Linked DNA regions of Sus scrofa: region 1 is linked to region 2. The links are chromatin contacts, called in public HiChIP or PLAC-seq maps. All regions are on one chromosome and are shown on one strand. Each heading gives the region's core, a stretch centred on a gene start, on an enhancer-like site or on the middle of the called end of the contact. The rest is flanking DNA. Distances are from core to core; before and after follow the strand shown. Region 1 holds the start of ODC1 (ornithine decarboxylase 1). Region 2 overlaps NOL10 (nucleolar protein 10).

The links. HiChIP or PLAC-seq counts read pairs in DNA pulled down with a chosen protein or histone mark.
Region 1: a contact with region 2 is called in an H3K27ac HiChIP or PLAC-seq map of alveolar macrophages. The contact joins the promoter of ODC1 here to the enhancer-like site in region 2. A contact is called at or near these places in 1 of 5 promoter capture datasets (liver), 7 of 47 Hi-C or Micro-C datasets (embryonic fibroblasts, heart right ventricle, omental adipose tissue and 2 more) and 2 of 2 datasets of contacts at active chromatin or transcription factors (alveolar macrophages and skeletal muscle).

Annotation. Positions count from the first base shown.
Region 1 is chr3:126,087,875-126,092,715 of Sscrofa11.1, reverse strand. ODC1 (ornithine decarboxylase 1) reads right to left here and starts at 2,933. Exons shown (of 10, transcript NM_001122983.1): 1 at 2,820-2,933; 2 at 2,379-2,552; 3 at 2,018-2,190; 4 at 1,627-1,761; 5 at 1,425-1,506; 6 at 1,161-1,244. The coding sequence starts at 2,921.
Region 2 is chr3:125,893,679-125,898,545 of Sscrofa11.1, reverse strand. All of the region lies in intron 12 of NOL10 (nucleolar protein 10), which reads right to left. Among named protein-coding and RNA genes, the nearest start is that of NOL10, 35 kb to the right of the region's middle. Within about 2 kb of position 2,970, at least 11 of the 83 cell types and tissues checked have an H3K27ac peak or open chromatin away from gene starts, as enhancers often do. A contact at or near this core is called in alveolar macrophages, embryonic fibroblasts, liver and 1 more, where this site is marked.

The sequences.
Region 1 (4,841 bases), core at 1,684-4,183, 190 kb before region 2:
TGCCTGCGCCTGTGGTTTCCCTTCTCAGTTCCCTCCAGATGCCCTTTCCACCCTCTTTACGATGTTCTAAGTGTCATTTTATTAAACACTGGTACAAATTTATTATTTCCACAGCGCTTTTTTTTTTTTTTTATAGCAAAATGTGTCAATAGGATATATCTTCCTGTGTGGCCTACACTACATAACTTTAGTTTTTATTTTTATTCATTTATTTTTTTTGTCTCTTTGTCTTTTCTAAGGCTGCTTTCCGCGGCATACGGAGGTTCCTAGGTTAGGGGTCGAATCAGAGCTGTAGCCACCGGCCTACACCACAGCCACAGCAACTCGGGATCCCAGCCGCATCTGCGACCTACACCCCAGCTCAAGGCAACGCCAGATCCTTCACCCACTGAGCAAGGCCAGGGATCGAACCTGCAACCTCATGGTTCCTAGTCGGATTCCTTAACCACTGCACCACGACGGAAACGCCCACATAATTTTAATAAGAAAATACATCTATTTCATAAATGAGCAGCACACAATGGCATAACTTCTATGACTTAAAACAGTTAAAATGTTTTAAGAAAAAGCAGCACAAATTCTAGCAAAGACCCTCTGGGGAAATGATGCCCAAGTGGGCACGCTTCTCCAAAGCCACAGCTCGCAATGCAGTCCACTTTCCCACGGCTTTGGGTTCATTTTATTTTAGAAAACCAAAAAATATCAAATATGACTTTAAACAGCACAGAAGCCACTCAAAACACCACACCACGACGTTATTTTCACGTTTGTAGAATCCCTTTGGGTATTAGTGAAATAAACACTTTGAATTTTGGAGTTCCCATCATGGCTCAGCAGAAAGGAATCGACTGGGAACCACGAGGTTGTGGGTTCAATCCCTGGCCGCGCTCAGTGAGTTAAGGATCTGGCATTGCTGTGAGCTGTGATGTAGGTTGCAGACACAGCTCGTATCTGGTGTTGCTGTGGCGTAGACCGGCAGCTGTAGCTCCGATTAGACCCCTAGCCTGGGAACCTCCATGTGGCGCAAGTGCAGCCCTAAAAAGCAAAAAAAAAAAAACCAAAAAAAACCAAAAAAAACGAAAAAAACAAAACCACTTTGCATTTTGAGACATTCAAAAAGGAACTAAGGGGCTAGCGATTATGGTTTTGTTATGAATTACCTCTTCGAACTTAAGCTTTACATCCTCAGATCCAGGAAATCCACCACCGATATCAAGCAGATACATGCTGAAACCGACCTCAGCCTAGAGGCAGGAAAATCATGTCCGTCAGTCACCAGCTTCGCAACAAGTCATGAGCAATGTGCGCGGCAGGGAGGGTTAACAGACTCTAACAGGAGAACTGGGACCAGAGGCTAATTCCCGGACTGGGACCAGTTACTGCCACCCCGGCCCCTCCTCCCAAGTGGGGTTACGGAGACTCACGCCCATGTCGAAGACACAGCGGGCATCAGAGATGGCCTGTGCGAAGGTCTCGGGATCAGTACAGCCACTTCCCACGTGGAAGCTGGGCCAAAAGACAGGAGAATATGCTATTTCTGGAAATAACTATTCCCAGTGGGAGCAAGCCTGTCACACCCACATGGTCTACCGTTAACTTCTCGCCCTGCCATCACCAAGAGCTCACCTGACACCAATGACATCAATATCAAGATCCCTCGCCCGCTCCAAAAGCAGCCTGCTGGTTTTGAGTGTGGCACCAAATTTGACACTGAGGCGACAGACTGCTTTGGAATCATCAGTGGCGATGCGCAAAACCAACCTAGAACCAAGCAAAGTGCGTCAGATGCCCGCGATGAAGGTCACCTGCGGCCAGGGGATCAGACTCCGTGGCTCTGGTGCCCTGCGGTCTGGGTCTGATCTGATCTCACCCACCAAGAGGGCCTAAGCTTTTTTCTACTTTGTCTCTGACCCAGGCAACATTCCAAAGTATGGAAATCTAAGGACTGGAAATTGAGTTGGCTGCCGCTGCACCGACCCCCAGTCAGCCCCCGCCTCCGGTGGAGGTGTGAACTCACTTGGCCTTGGGATGCGCCCTGGCGACTTTCATCAGCTCCACTTCACTGTCAAAGGTCATCATCTGGACTCCATTATTGGCGGCATACTTAATCTGAGACACTTGTTTACAAGGATTTGCATAGATAATCCTCTCTGGAGGCACCCCGAGACTCTGCACCAGTTGTATTTCAGTCTGAAAGAGAAGGTGTTAGGCTACATACATGTAGCCGACACGCGGAAGACCCGGAAAACAGGGCAAGGCGCCGCCATCCCTACTCGCCATCAACACGTCTACTGCCCCAGCAAGACACCGGGATCTGCCCTGCTGCCCACACCAGGGCCATTACATGCAACCCTTTGAGTTCTGCTGCTTTCACCCACCTTGCTGGCACAGTCAAATCCTGTCCCGATGGCAGCGAGGGTCTGCACTATGGTTCTGCTATCGTTGCATTTGACCGCATAAAAGGGGGTGACCCGAGGAAGCGCTTTGAGCCATCTCAGGTGCTTCTTTAGAATGTCTCCCAGGTCCGCCACGTAGAAGGCATCCTTATCATCCTGCGGTAAGGGCCAGAGTTACAGGAAACCGTCAGCAGTCAGTCTACCAACACGTCCCATATGCAGCCTTCCCGCCTCCTGCCCATCATTCTCAATAATTTAGTCCATCCCTACTGCCACGGGGTGATTCACAGCCAATCACATTCCAAGCGCCCCAAGAGGACATGTACATTCCCACGAGACCCCCCCCCCGAAGTCTCCCACTCACCACCCCCCCCCAAACACTCTCAAAGCTGCGCCACCAGCAAGGACTTGCTGTGTACTCACAGTGGCAGACACTTCATTAATTTTTTGGTCCAGGATGTCCTTGGCAGTAAAGCCTTCATCCAGGAAATGGCAGTCCAACTCCTCGTTACTAAAGCTGTTCATGGCTTCTTGATATCTTTCTGAAACACAACAAACTGCACAGGGCAGACAAACTTACTTGGAAGTCCTAGCACGACTTAGTAATTCTTAGCAAGATAAACCATGAACACTTACACGGAAAACAAAAGATGGAATTTAAATTATGCCAGCTCTTCACAAAGGTAATTCTCCAGGAATCCCTGTCCCGCTGAAGACTCGGGTGCCCTTGGTGCAGCAGTGGGAATGTCCTGCTGAGCAGAATCTGAACACAGCAAATTGGAATATAGTCAGGTACGTGTACACACACACACACACACTCAAGCACCCTCCAGAGAGAGCTCACTTGCTGAGGTTGGGAATCCCACCATTCCTATTGGTGTCCTCCCATGATTTCATAAACCTCTACGGAATGAGACACCACAGGATCAGCACTAGACTTCTGGACACTCAAGTTCCATATATAGTAGTCTCCCTCAAAAAAGGTATTTCAAATATTCCTGCTAAAAATGCAGAATGCACGTTTCAGAAACGTTTCTGTACTGAAGTTCACTGGTAGGGAAACTTCTATGATGCTTAGTTTACCTCACTTCAGTGTTATTCTTCTTTTAGAAGCTTAAAATAGCATTACAGGGATTCTCGAAAGTTGCTGTATAAACATCTTGCACATTCCCAAGTCCTACATAGGCATCATCACTGTCATTTGCTGACGGCTCTTGCGGTCTCCTGAGAATTGTGCTCATTGTCATGCCAGGCATGTATTTTTTTAAATTGCAATCTTCAAATCAACATTACTGTAATATAGTTACCACATCTGACCAGAAATCAGTATTCTTAAACCAGCGCTGCCTACCCCATCAGCCATTCTGGCAATCTCAACTGCCCTTCCAGGTGCTCTAACATTTGCTTGGCTATTAATGATTACCACCTGGGAATGATTTTTGACAAACTTTACAGAAAAATAAAAGCAAGGTAATGAATTAGGAATAAGCAAAAATAAAGCGCGTTTAACAGTCAGGGCTGCTGTCCTCGGCCTTCATGAAATTTCACAGCAGTTATCTTAAAATTATTGATGGTACCCCATTTCTGCCAGGGAGGACTCCTTTGACACTGTGCAACCCGCTTCAGTGCCTGCAGCCTATGGGCAGAGGCCAGGCAATGGTTCGGGGCCACAGTTTGCTCTGGCATGGGACACTATGAGAGGCCCAGGGGTACGGGCCTGCCATAAATCCAAACCCATGCTTGGCAGAACGTGTATTCTTAATCTAATGTGACTTTCGGGCACTGTCAAACCGCCTATGCTGCCGGTAAACTCCTGTGTCTCTCAGAACAGCACGTAAGTAGGCTCCAAGGTGGCAGACTGGGTTATTTAGGGTTAACTATTTTTAAGGCAATATTGAGGCTTAAACTTAGAAGCTTTTGTTTCTTTCAAATACAGCACTATTACACATTGGGCTTTCCTGTATCTTTCAAAGCTTTATTTCAGTTACTTTCAATACAGAGGAACTTCACCCAAGAACACCCTTTGGTGTTCCTATCTGTTACTTAACAGTGACTCAGTGAACACAAGACAGCGCTTTTCTACTATGAAATTCTTTACTGCCAATGGGCTAAAAGGAAGCCGAGCACTAATTCGATCAGCCACTGAAGTTATCCAAATTATGGCCAATTTTAGGTCTGAATAAAGTCAACACCTCCGTCTTCCCCAGACGTTTCTAAGAGGTTCTGCGCCCCACACTTGCCCCCATCATTTCAGATTTTCCATAAGCCTTTTTTGAAAACCCTGGGACCGGCTCCTATGTCTGAGCCTGCTCGCCTGAACTGCGATCTCCACAATCGAGGACTTTCTTAAATCACCAAGTCATTCAAAGATTCCTTAAGCAATTCTACGCCATGGCAGGATCAGTATTATCAGTTAGATTATCTCAGCTCCAGCGACTCGAGTGG
Region 2 (4,867 bases), core at 1,721-4,220:
TATCAGACTACATGGTCATAATTAAAGATACCAAATGTTAAGAACAATGATTTGATTCCATGATTTTAAATGCACTTTTCGTTGCTCTTCTGTTAATGCAAGAGCTTGTCAAAGGGATGATATTTAACGCTGTTAAGTGCAATAAAATGCTGAGATGGATGAGGTCCACTAACAGCCAGAAAGCAGGGACTCGGCGCTCCCTGAGCAGAAGCCCGGCGTGCGCAGAGACTGGGGGGGGGGGGGGGGCAAGCCCAGAACTGGGACCAAGCTCCACGAAGTACACACATGCACCACGAAGACACGCAAAGGAACAGACCGGGGCGGAGGAAAGCAAGAACATGCATCTAAATTAAAGCAAATCAAGAAGCAGAGACGTCCTCGATGCTGGTGGCCTCTATAAAGTCTTTCATCTGAACATTTTTCTCGCCCTGGAAACAAATGCTCACTGAGGTCGTATCAGGAGAAACCACCTCGACGGACTGCTGCTTCCCAAGCCTCTCGAACAGCACTGCAAAGCCTCTCCTAAACCGCTGGACATGACCGGAGGAGAAGGTCTGGGGACTTGGGAGACGTGTTACAACCAAAGAGAAGGTTCCTGCCAGAGACATCCCCTAAGCCTGGCTTCACTGGCGCAACCCTGGACGTTCGGCACGGAATGTTCTACGGGGAGACACCCACACCTACCAAACCACCGAAGAGGCGCTCATCTGATACGCGAAGAATTCCGACTGACTGCAGCCGATGGTCTCCTACGATGCAGCAGGACCTCACGTGGCCACATACAGACCATGACACAAGCTGACCCACCACCAAACTAAAGCGGTAAAGGTCAGGACGGACACCAGCTATAAAGGAGAAAAATAACTTCACAAAGCCCAAAGAATATTCGACGTTTCTAACAAGAAAGAAGCAGGAAAACCACGCCAGGGAAAGAGTTGGTTCGGCAGAAACTAAGACGATCACAGGCAAGAGGGAAGCCAGCGGGCTACATCCACAGGTAAGAAAGTAGCCTCAAACTCAGGTAATTTACTCAAGGTCCCCAAAAAGCTAGCAGGAGGAGTAGCTGATATTCTACTGACGTTAAAACCCATGGCACGTGGGCCCTAAAACTCCAATAACAGCTAAGAGAGAATGGAGAGGCTCCCCACACGAGCAAATAAACCATGAAAAAGCAGACACAGCAACAGGAAAACATTTTCAATAGAATGTCGAATTGAAAGGCAAGACAATTACATACGTAGTGTGAGGACAATTTGAAAACATGAATGCCTGATTAATGTGACAAGAATTTCTCTAATGAAAATGATACTCATGAAGAGATTGTAAATTTTCCCTTTAAATTTCTCTTATATTGATGTTTATTAGGGTTTCAACAGAAGCAATATGAATTTTGAGAGGGAAGGCAGGCGTTCTTGTTGTGGCTCAGTGGAAAGGAACCCAACTGGTATCCATTAGGACGCGGGTTTGATCCTGGCCTCGCTCATAGGGTTAAGGATCCAGCGTCGCCATGAGCTATGGTGTAGGCTGGCAGCTGTAGCTCCAATCTGACCCCTAGCCTGGGAACTACCATATGCCTCGGGTGTGGCCCTAAATAAATAGCAGTTCCCATCATGGCTCAGTGGTGAGTGAACCCGACTAGGAACCATGAGGTTTGGGGTTCGGTCCCTCGCCTCGCTCAGTGGGTTGAGGATCCAGCGTTGCCGTGAGCTGTGGTGTAGGTTGCAGACGAGGCTCGGATCCCGTGTGGCTGTGACTGCCGGAGGCCGGCGGCTACAGCTCTGATTAGACCCCTGGCCTGGGACCTCCATATGCCGCAGGAGTGGCCCGAGAAAAGGCAAATACATAAATAATAAATAAATAATAATAAAAAAATAAATGAAAGCGAAGGCAAAGGTCATCAGCCTCTGGAGTCAGGAGAACACGGCTGCGGGGGGAAGTAGCGGCGCAGAGGCCACGGCGCGCTGTGCGGGCCGCAGCGCTGTTCCCAGAGACAGAAGCGCGCACAGCTCTCCTCTGCCTGTGCTTCGAGGGCTCGAGGACTCACTGACGGTCACAGCTCAGAATCCAACAGCCCCTTAGGCTGCGACTAGTGCCCATGGGCTCTGGGGCCAGTGTGTGGACGGCGACTGAGCTGGGAGGTGCGGCAGCCGAGGGGAAGGACCTCCAAACCTACAGCCGGCTGACGCTGCAGCGAGATGCAACGTGCGACCCTTTCTCTACTTATGCCTTTTTATGGGATTTTACTCACATATTCGCCAGCAATGGGTTGGAAATTTGAAAGCCAAGCCCTGGTCCTGCACCAGACCCTTCTAAGCAGCACTGCAGCAGCTCTGTGCAGACAGGCCGGGAAGCTGCCTGCGCCCGAGGGCGAAGGCCGGGCGCTCCCACCGCAGTCACCGCTCCGTGCAGAGCGTGTGATCCACCGACCCGGGCACCCAGGGTCAGGCGGCCGACAGAACAGCTTTTCTCTCTGTACCCAGAGGCTGCCGACAGAGAAGAAAAGGCCTTTCACGGCGAACAGGACAGGCCGTCTGCAGCAGCCCTGGAAGGCAGGTGAGACAAGAGGCAGGCTCATGTATATAATTACGAGGCCTGAATTAGGTCTCTCGGCGCGGAAATCGCCTTTCCTCCCCACCAGGGCTTCGGGGACTCGCCATCCCGACTCCCCAGGGCGGGGCGGGGGCCTCTCGGGCCCCGACCTGCCGAGCGGCTGCCCCAGCAGCTGCCGCGGGGGGAGCAGCCAGAGCAGGTGCGCGGAGCCGGGAGGCGGGTCCGTTTCTCCGCGTCCTGAGCAGCCTTCGTACTAGAAACACATGACGAAACAGCACCCGTGATTTGGCGTTCATCACTCCCACATGAGTAAGTGAAAAGGTAAAGAAGGCAGGCCCCGGCTTTCCCCAACTGTGACTGAGCGCGCCGTGAGTAAGCACAACCCTCAAGAGCAGCGTTACAGGGAAAGGAGCGGAAAGCCGGGGCCGCCAGCCAGGCCTGGGAGCCAAGCGCGCCCGCCACAAACCCCAACGGAGCAGCGGAGGCCCCGCCTTCCCGGGCTTGCCAGCTCGTGCAATCGCCTCTTTGGCTGGGTTTCCTGTCTGATTAACCTCTTGCAAGTTATCTGACGGTAAAGTCTTTCCTCTGTCCAAACCTTCACTCTTAAAATTGCTCCCTCCAGAAGAGGGTACTTTGCAATGGGGAGATCGGGTGGCCACACAAAGGGAACCGCCCAGTCCACCTCTGGCTCTGGGATGGCGGGTGGGATGGGATGCCATCCACACGGAGGACCCAGCGCCCCGTGCAGCACCCTTGTCCGAAAGATCTAACCTACGGTGCATGAAGCCATTACAGTTAACTTCCATTTTGGAAAAAAAACCATCAGGGCCGGAGGAAGAAGCTGAAGCACATCTGGATGGCCTAGCGGTTTCGGAGGCAGCGTCGTCACTGCCGTGGCTCGAGTTCGACCCGTGGCCCGGATGCAGCCCCCCAAAAAAGGACATCATAAAAAACAACCACAGGAATCCAGGACACAGGACCTCCTAAAAGACTACAGACCTGGTCATCATTGCAAAACTCAGTGTCATGGAAGAGGCAGAAAAAAGGATGGGAGACCACTCTGGTTTGAAAGAAACAAAAGGCCCAACAACTAAATGCAATTCACAACCTCAATTATATCCTAGTTCCAAAAAATGACCTGAAAAAGGCATGTGGAGGACAATCAAGGAGACGGTAAATGGACTGACGAAGGGGTTATCAGGGAGTGACCGTTCCCTTCGCAGGTGGGACAACGGCATCTTTGATGCTAGGAGAACACCTCTAGCATCCAGGCAGAGATCAAGGCTGCACCTGGTGCCCACAGCCTAGATGCCTTGCTCCTGCCCAGCATCCCAAACTGTCAAAGCTTTCTGCGTCCAGGCCAGCGCTGCCCAACAGAAATCTCGTGCGAGCCACATTTGTGACTTGCATTTTTCTGGGAGACACCTGTAAAAAAATCTTTGGAGTTCCTGGTGGTTCAGCAGGTTAAGGATCTGGCACCGTCAATACTGTGGCTCGGGCCACTGCTGGGGCACAGGGTTTAATCCCCGGCCCAGATGTGCCCCCAAAATCTTTTTAAACAGGTGAAGTTAATTTTTATATATTGACCAAAACGTGTTTACTTCAGCATGCAATCAATATAAAAAATTTAGGATTTACTTCACATTCTTTTTTTTTTTTTAATAAAATGTCTTTGAAGCCTGGTGTATATCTTACATGTAGAGCATGGCTCAATTCAGCTCAGTCACTCCGCAAGTGCTCGGTGGCCACACGTGGCTCCTGGCTCCCCAGCTGGTCGGCCCAGGTCGAGAACTTCTCTCTCTCTCTCATCCCTGTCTGTCCTCGTCAAACCCCCACTCCCTCAGTCCAGCTAAACTCTTGTTCCAACTTCAGTTTCACCTGGTTTTACTCCTGTTGGTGCTTACAGCCCAGACCCCGTTTCAGATCATTCAATATCCTCGCACTCGGACCCCGGCATCGAAGGCAGTAACTCCTGCACGCATCACAATGCGACTCACCTTCACAACTATGAAACCCTGTCCCAACTCTGGCCGATGAAAGGCCAACTACAAGGATGCAGAAGGCCACCTCTCCCTTGGGAGTGGACCATGTCGCCAAGACAGAGCCTGGGCTCCAGAGTCAGGAACGGCCGCCTCTCATCGAGACGCCGCAACACACCAGCTAAGTGACCAGCCCTGGGCAAAAAACAGCAGCTTTCTCTTCTCCAAAGATTTAAGAGGAGGGAAGGGGGGTGTGGGTGACAAGCGCCACCAACTACAAAGGGTTCTTAGAAAGATGACATGATACTGCCGCGTCCATCACTGAGACGGGCAGTGCA